Regions from separate parts of the Bombyx mori genome. Here region 2 is linked to region 1. Evidence: chromatin contacts called from public Hi-C data. All regions are on one chromosome and are shown on one strand. Each heading gives the region's core, a stretch centred on a gene start, on an enhancer-like site or on the middle of the called end of the contact. The rest is flanking DNA. Distances are from core to core; before and after follow the strand shown.

What was found. A called contact is a pair of places that touch in the nucleus more often than the background predicts.
Region 2: a contact with region 1 is called in a Hi-C map of whole pupa, with 5 times the contacts expected there. The contact joins two enhancer-like sites. A contact is called at or near these places in 4 of 7 Hi-C or Micro-C datasets (midgut, posterior silk gland and whole pupa).

What each region holds. Positions count from the first base shown.
Region 1 is chr14:12,509,777-12,513,811 of ASM3026992v2, forward strand. It overlaps LOC101744498 (neurobeachin), which reads right to left. Exons shown (of 53, transcript XM_062672222.1): 50 at 3,719-3,852; 51 at 3,049-3,242; 52 at 1,550-1,701; 53 at 1-789. The coding sequence ends at 699. Among protein-coding and RNA genes, the nearest start is that of RpS3, 9.0 kb to the left of the region's middle. Within about 2 kb of position 1,690, at least 5 of the 8 cell types and tissues checked have open chromatin away from gene starts, as enhancers often do.
Region 2 is chr14:12,609,828-12,613,862 of ASM3026992v2, forward strand. LOC101744498 (neurobeachin) reads right to left here. Exons shown (of 53, transcript XM_062672222.1): 39 at 3,034-3,151; 40 at 2,229-2,331. LOC101744355 (facilitated trehalose transporter Tret1-2 homolog) reads left to right here. Exons shown (of 5, transcript XM_021346404.3): 5 at 1-1,685. The coding sequence ends at 918. Among protein-coding and RNA genes, the nearest start is that of LOC110384805, 36 kb to the right of the region's middle. Within about 2 kb of position 2,089, at least 8 of the 8 cell types and tissues checked have open chromatin away from gene starts, as enhancers often do.

The DNA.
Region 1 (4,035 bases), core at 440-2,939:
CTTCTATTATAATACTTGGACGTCAAATAATCAAAAGAGATCTAATCATAAGTTAATTGCAAGTATAAATAGCGAATAAGCGAAATTGTCTCTGGATTTAATGAAAAAAATAGCAGCTTTTCTATGGCACTACTAAAATATTACATAAAATATCTACTTAGGTACTACTCTATAGCTGTCAATGAATTTCAATTATGAAAATTATATAACTTTATTTTAAATAACATTAATAACGGTTAAAGCTTAACGTTTGGATTTTTGAAATAAGATAATATTGTAAATGGAATGTTAAAATGATGCCATGTTAAGTACCACGCCATTTAATTAACAATAAAAAATTCAGTCATATCTCTGGTGTCAAATTGTAGCTGCTATGTTTGAATTTCAAACAATATTATGTCAATATAACGGACAACAACAAAAAATCGCGTTTTTCAATTTTATTATATCAGGAAAGACCAATTTTTACCATATTATTTTTGATCTTGTTGTAAATAGTGTTTAACATTTTAGTCGATTCACATTACATTAGTCACAACACTCACAATATTATCAAAACGATACACTGTTTGTCACGCGAACTAACCGATCTAACCTAACATTATGTTGTCGCTAACATTGCTTTTTGTATTATATATAAATTTATAATTGATTTCTTTTTAAATCTAGTTCGTTTAGAAACTAGTGTTTATCAAGCCTCAATATCTTTGCTGGTACTCGTGATGCCATCTGTTGAAGTCTATGTGGAAAACAACCAGGGAACCGTTTTCAAGACCTGCTAGCAGGAATCTGAAAATTAAGATGTATGTCAGACATAGTTGAATAAATGATGAAGTTTTGTCTTGTGTATGATTGGCCATTCATAAATGCACTACATATCGCGGGTGATATTATATTTAAGCAATGGAAATATAATGTTAAACATTCTATTGTTTTTAAATAAAGTTATTGTAAGATCGGTGCCTGATATCTATTGTATGGTGGTTGTGCGATTACTACCTTAGGTAATTCCAATAAATGACATATATTCTCATGGATGTCGAAATTTCTAGCTATCATTTTAGGGCAACGACAGCATTCCCAAGGAAGGTTGACGACAGGCGGTCGTTCGTAAAACTCATTTCAAATCCTTATGATATTCATAGCAATGGAAAATTGGACACGCAGCGTCGTCGGCTTCACATAATGTGGGATCAAGACAAGAAGAAAAAGGTGGACGCTAAGATTAACAGTGTCGGTTGTAATTTTTTTTTAAAGATTTTACGGTCTGTTCACGACACCTTTAAGCCAAGTCTTATGTTTCCTTATATTCTTCTAGAGATTAGATGGGATGGAATAAGGGTTTTAGTAAATTTGTGGTTATTTAATGAGACTTTTTCAGGCGACTTCATGGAAGAACCCAAGAAGTTACGTTAAGCGGTTATGTTTAAATTTCTCACGTTTGTGCCCTCTCACAGATGTTAAACAATTAATAAACCACTTTTATTACCCATTTAAACCTTAAGAAACATTAAATGAACGTGTGAGCGTGCGTGCGTGCAGTACGTACTTCTGGTCGTGCGAGAGCGCGAGTGAGGCGACGGGCGCGCCGGCAGGCGGGAAGGCGTAGAGCGGCGCCAGCGTGGCGGCGCGCCACACCTCCACCACGCCGGCCGCGCCGCCGCACACCACGTACTCGCCGCACCGGGACAGCACCACGCACTGCGCACACAATACACGCGCGTCAGCCGACCACAGCCACGGTCGTCTTATGTACATATATATGTCGTGTAAATAATAATAATTGGAAACAAATCACGGACAGTCATCCGGCCCCAATCGGTGGTAAAGTCGGACCCCCTCCCTGGCCATTTATACCCTGAGACGAAGGATGAATAGTGCATTTATAATACAACTAAAAGTTCATCCTTACTTTTTTTATTGCTCAGTTGGTTTTTTTTAGCCATCCTCCTTAAGACATGAGTCGTAAGGTCTCCGTTTTAACAGTACAACGACTGCCTCATCCTTCAAAACGAAACGCATTACTGCTTCACGGCAGAAATAGGCAGAGTGGTGGTACCTACCCGTGCAGACTTACAAGACGTTCTACCACCAGTAAAATGTCTCAGGGTGAGTGAATGGTGGAATTCCCATCTACACGCTCCGGGGAACACCGAACACCAAGTGCGCTATGATCTCGTCAGCTGATTATGCTCTCGTACACCCGTTTGAGGTGGTATTAACACAGAGACATTGCCGCATTCTCATATAGTGCAATTAACTTTTTTTTCTTGCGACATTCTCTGTTAGCCTAAGAGATTGTTCCAGCTACGCTTCGGACGGGTAGGCTAGCTCACGGGCTCAGCCTGAGGGAATTTGCTAACACTAGCCCTAGCAAGGACAGTGCTTCGCTGAATTACCACCGACCCACTGAATCGCGACCCAATGAGAAGCTTCCGTGAGCGGTGAGACGAAACAAAGACGGCGATCGGTGCTTGAGGAGCCTAAGAGCACCAAAAGTGGATCCGGACGATGTCACAAGACATATTTCGGGCGACGGCGGCTTTGCGTTGCTCTGTCGCTTGGGTCGGATAGTAAATTTGATTAAAAGTTTTGCTCTTAAAAAGGCACCGGTCACCGTAAATTTACCCACAGACACAGCCCACTAAGTTTCTCGCCGGATTTTCTCAGTGGGTCGCTTTTCCGATCCGGTGGTCGTTTCTGCGAAGCGCTGCTATTGCTAGGGCCAGTGTTAGTAACGTCTCCGGTTTGAGCCCCGAGAGCTCACCTACACGCTAGGGCAACGCTGACATAGCCTCTCAAGGATATTAGCATAGGTAGGAAAAAATAGGTTAAGCCGTTTTCTTGTGAGCAAGTGTGATCTTAGTTGAAAGGACATTATAGTTAATGGCGGTAGGTATCTGATTACAAATTTAGTCGGTGAGGATTTTTTGTAATGATATTTGAAAATTACGAGCATATGTAGGATTAAATAATAAAATAATAAAAAGGTATTGACGTTTAGTGGCATCGCGTTGCATCATGTAGCCTTCCGGTAGCAATGATTACCTGGAAGTTATCGTTGTGCGTCTCATGCCTGAGCCTCCGTCCGTTGAGGGTGTAGGCGGCGAGGTGTCCCTTGGCGTACGCGACCACCAGCACGCCCTCCCGGGACAGTGCCAGCTGCTGCGGACCCGACGCCTCCCCGCTGCTCAGTGAGCGCAGCACCTCGCCGAACGTCGTGTGGATCAGCACCGGACCGTCTGTGTGGACGGCCAACTTTATTTAATTCACTGCATAATAACGTCGCGTCGCTCGGGACTGCGGCCATTGACCTCGTGTGTTATCGGATTTTTAATTGTGTTACATTGCGTGCTTGGAAAACATTGAATGATATGAGTTTTGAATTACTTTACGTTTTTAATGGTATCTACCAATGCACTACAGTGGTTCTCTAGTAGCGTCTTGATTTTCAAAAATAGTTCATTTACAATTATTAGTATAATACATATTGGCAATTTCTTAATAAAATTTCTTTTTCACTTTCTCTGGCCTTACATAAGCAATATTGACACGTGTCCATGAAATTATTAAATTTAAAAACACTTCATATTGAATTAGTATTGACATTTTGCATGACATAAATAGGTGCACAACTCTAGAGGTGCACAATGTTACATAAACTTGTGACGTCATCTGTTAGCATAAGTTAGTTAGATGAGGTGAGGGCTGCACTGACTGAGCGAGGAGGAGATGACGAGTCCGAGTTCTGCAGAGACGAGCACGCCGTTGACGGGCGCGTCGTGTCCCGTGAGCGTCACGCGCGGCGCCGGACTGTCGCCCTCGCCGACGATGCCGCCGTGCCGGGCGGACCTGCGCGACACAGACACAACACGCTAATAAGACCTGGTCCAAAAAGGGCGAATTCGCCGCGAAATGTTTCGCGCGTCAGTGAGATACTAGGCACCAATACATCGCGTCCACAAGCATCGCGCGAATTCAAAATACGCGCGTAAATCGCGTGCACTACGCCAGAGTCTCGACTCGCGCATGATT
Region 2 (4,035 bases), core at 839-3,338, 100 kb after region 1:
AAAGAAGCTTACAACGCTATGTTCTGGCTCCGTCAGAACAACAGCACGGCGCAACAAGAACTCATGGAGTTCACCAAAGACCGCAAGGAACAGCAGATGAACTTCAAACAGAAATTAGCACTCTTCAAACGGAAAAACGTCCTCAAGCCCTTCGTATTATTAATAGTTTTCTTCATCTTCCAAGAAATGTCAGGGATTTACATCATATTGTATTACGCTGTGGATTTCTTCAAGTCTGTAGGTACTAGCGTCAACGAGTTCACGGCTTCCATCATAGTGGGAGGTGTGAGAGTCTTCATGGGAGCAGTCGGCGCTTGTCTTATTAACAGCTTCAGAAGGAAGACCCTGGCAGCAGTATCAGGACTGCTGCTGGGCATCGCCATGCTGGGGGCCGCGGTGTGCGACAGTCTCAATGGACCTCCGCTAGTGAAGCTCGGCTGTGTGCTATTACACGTTTCCTTCAGCATGGTCGGCTTCCTCCAACTGCCCTGGATCATGTCCGGAGAACTGTACCCTCAGGATATCAGAGGAGTCATGTCCGGGGCGACTTCGTGCTGCGCTTACGTCCTCATTTTCTTCAACATAAAAACGTATCCTAAATTGGAGAACTTACTCACGAGCAACGGGACTTTGTATTTGTTCGGGTTCTGTGCAATGATAGGAGCGGCATACTGCTTCCTGTTTCTGCCGGAGACTAAAGGGAAGACTCTCACGGAAATCATGAGGCAGTTCGACGATGATAACAAAAATGAGAAAGATCTTGAAGCCGGCTACAAGAGCGATAAGGGATGCAGTATCGAGGGCAGGCCAGTGCAGAGGAGACACAGCGCTGGAGCCGCTGTTTCTTTAGAAAAGAGCGAAGACTTTAAGCTTTGGAAGCCAGAAGAGTCGAATAAAACGGACACTCATTGTGATTGAGCTCTTTGCATTTATGGTCTCCTGGTATTTGGACTTCGGTGATAACTTAACGTTACGAGTTATATTTGAATTTTTATTACTTTTTCGAAATTATGGCGGACATTCATTGTGATTGAGCTCTTTGCATTTATGGTCTCCTGGTACTCGGACTTCGGTGACAATTTAACGTTACGAAGTTATATTTTGAAATTATTTTAACTTCTTCGAAATTATGGTCTCCTGATAATTTGAGATTTTATTGCAGCGAATTAGATGTTTTTTATTAGTTTAATTAATAAGTTACCAATGAATTTAAAACATTAATTATGTGTACTAGTTGTTGTTATATTTATTAAGTAGTTTTTTTTTGTGTAATTTTAATTATTAATCGTGAATTTTGTGATCAGTATTATTATAGGTTCAAATATTTTTAATTGTAGATTTAAACGAGAAAGTTTAAACATTCCTATTCAAAGTTTTAGTTAATAAGGAGGTGATGATTTAATTTAATTATTTTTAGGTACAAAATAAAGTTGCTTGTGTACTTTTTAGATGTTTACATTTTAGGGATTTGATTGTTTTCGTGTAATGTTTAATTATTTAATAGGGTTCGGAAAAGCAGCGTGCAATTCAAATGTGATTTATATACTGTATGTTACCATAACGTATGTGTAAATATTATATTAGGTATAATGAAACAATAATAGTTAATATATTTAAGGCTCTATTAATTATTGTGTATGGTGATTCAACTGTGATGACTGAAATAAATTTAGTGTTTCTTTAAATTGTTACTTTTATTTAACTCTCCAGTTCTGTTCCTAGTTTTGTAGAAAATTACTTAAAATCAAAACAGAAATACAAAAATTCAAAATGAAAAATCGAATTTTGGTTAGCGCACCATTTGGCGACGGCTGATCCGATAATTTCATATTTTAGGAAAACAAAAACTGAAATATTCGCGTGACGACCAAAAGAAAATCATACAAACTTGTATATGACAATGATTGTTGGCTCAGTTTATGTACTGATAAAATTCTGATTATAGCAGCGCGAGTTCAGATTGTAATTAGTAACGCCATCTATCGACAGTTTCTATTAATTAAGCCCATTGGTTTATTTGGAGACATATCACATTATTTTTACTAGATGGCAGCACATCGACGTTGGTATTAAATCGTAGGCTTTTGGAATATTTTCAATAGATGGCGCTCGTTTCAAGTTTCATTTTCGTAAAGTAACATTAAAACTAGATGAACAATTATCTGCTTATCAAAGCATCCTAGGTAGGTAATCTATAATGTTGGATTTATATATATAGGGGCACTTACCTGGTCTGCGGGATGCCATACTTGATGCCGACACCAACTCGGGGTAGCGCTTTGATTACTTTCTTGACTGTCGCTTGGTCGGGAAATGCGAAGAATATTGAAGCTGAAAAATAAAATTTTCTTTGTTTAAGATTTTGTTTGTTTAAATCATTTTTTGACTATGATGTATTTCAAAGCCCACTTCAGCGCGGGCGACTTGGGCAGGAATTTTCAAGATATTCGGAAGCTTTTCACAAATAGTGGCACTTGTTCAACTGAGCGGATATGAATCCAATTTTGGACACCCGCGGCGCCGCTCAAACTTTTTTTTTTTGGATTGAAGGGTTATTGGTGGACCGGAGGCCTTTCCAGTTTCACCACGACAGGTGGGCGAGCAAAGGCTCAGCCAGGAGGGGTGGTATTTGCTAACAACTGCCCGAGCGCCTCCGAAGGAGACCTAACAACTCAAGAGCAGCTGCTTCGCGAATGAATCTACTACCGGAATGGAATTGCGACCCGCTGAGAAGATCCGGCGAGAAACTCAGCGGGCTGATGCATGGGTTAGGTTGCACGTCGAACTCTTTGTCGAGTTCGACGAGTACGGTTACCGGGGTCCCTAAGCCTGCTCCTGCTAGTGCTAGAGCTGAAGACGTCTAATGCAAAGATTATTGGATCTGATGGACAACCAAACTAATAAGAACTTTCATACGAACTTGTTCAACTAACTAATCTTGATACTATGTCACTTAGATAAGTTCGCCTCAGAAAACCAAAATTTCTTAAGACGCAAGGCAGATTTTAACAGATTAGAGATATTTTTACTCACTTCTGCTGGCGAGGAACAGCTCGACGGCGACATTCTGGAGAAGGTAGCGTCTCGAGAAAATAGCTCGTATCTCGCTGAAGTACCATTTCCCGTGTAGATGCTCACAATATTTCAGTACCTGAAGCGAAGGACAAAAAAAATTTAATTTTTATTATTTTATTATTATTGCTTAGATGGATGGACGAGCTCACAGGCCACCTGGTGTTAAGTGGTTACTGGGACCCATAGACATCTACGACGTAAACGCGTCACCCACCTTGAGATATAAGTTCTAAGGCACAGATAAACCCCATCTGTGTTATCTGTGTTCTAAGGTCTCAGTGTAGTCACAACGGCTGCCCCACCCTTCAAACCGAAACGCATTGCTGCTTTATGGCAGAAATAGGCAGCGTGGTGGTGGTACCTACCCGTGCGGACTCACTAGAGGTCCTACCACCAGGCAACAAAAGGGAGATCTTACACGGAGCGTTAGAGCTATTATTACTCGGCTGGGTATCAATTTTAATATTTTAGTTTAGAACTTGTCGTCAGATTGATGCTATAATTCTTATATGATAATTGAGGCCGTCAGTGCAAAAGTGGTCTAATCTGATCATAGTTATTATGGAGCAATGGAGGTTTAAGTTTTCATGAATCAGAATTTGAGTAGGAAAAAAAACAAACAATACACGCAAAAATAATGTTTACAAAGCCATCTGTTATGTATGGGTGAAACTATGGATAGGCCGGATTTGCATCAAAATTTATTATATTTTAAATAAATTGCAATATACATGTAAGCATGATTATGAAACAATGTGGGTTAGGGCACTTTTGCGCTGACGGCCTCAATTACCGCTACGATATGACACATAATTTAACGTTCCATCCTTCTCCTCCGGTGGTAGATTCTGCGAAGCACGGCCCTTGCTTGATAGGGTTCGAGTTAGCAACGTCGTCAGGTTTGAGCCCCGTGAGCTTACCTACTAGTCTGATGACGCTGATATTATGGTCTCTCTAGAC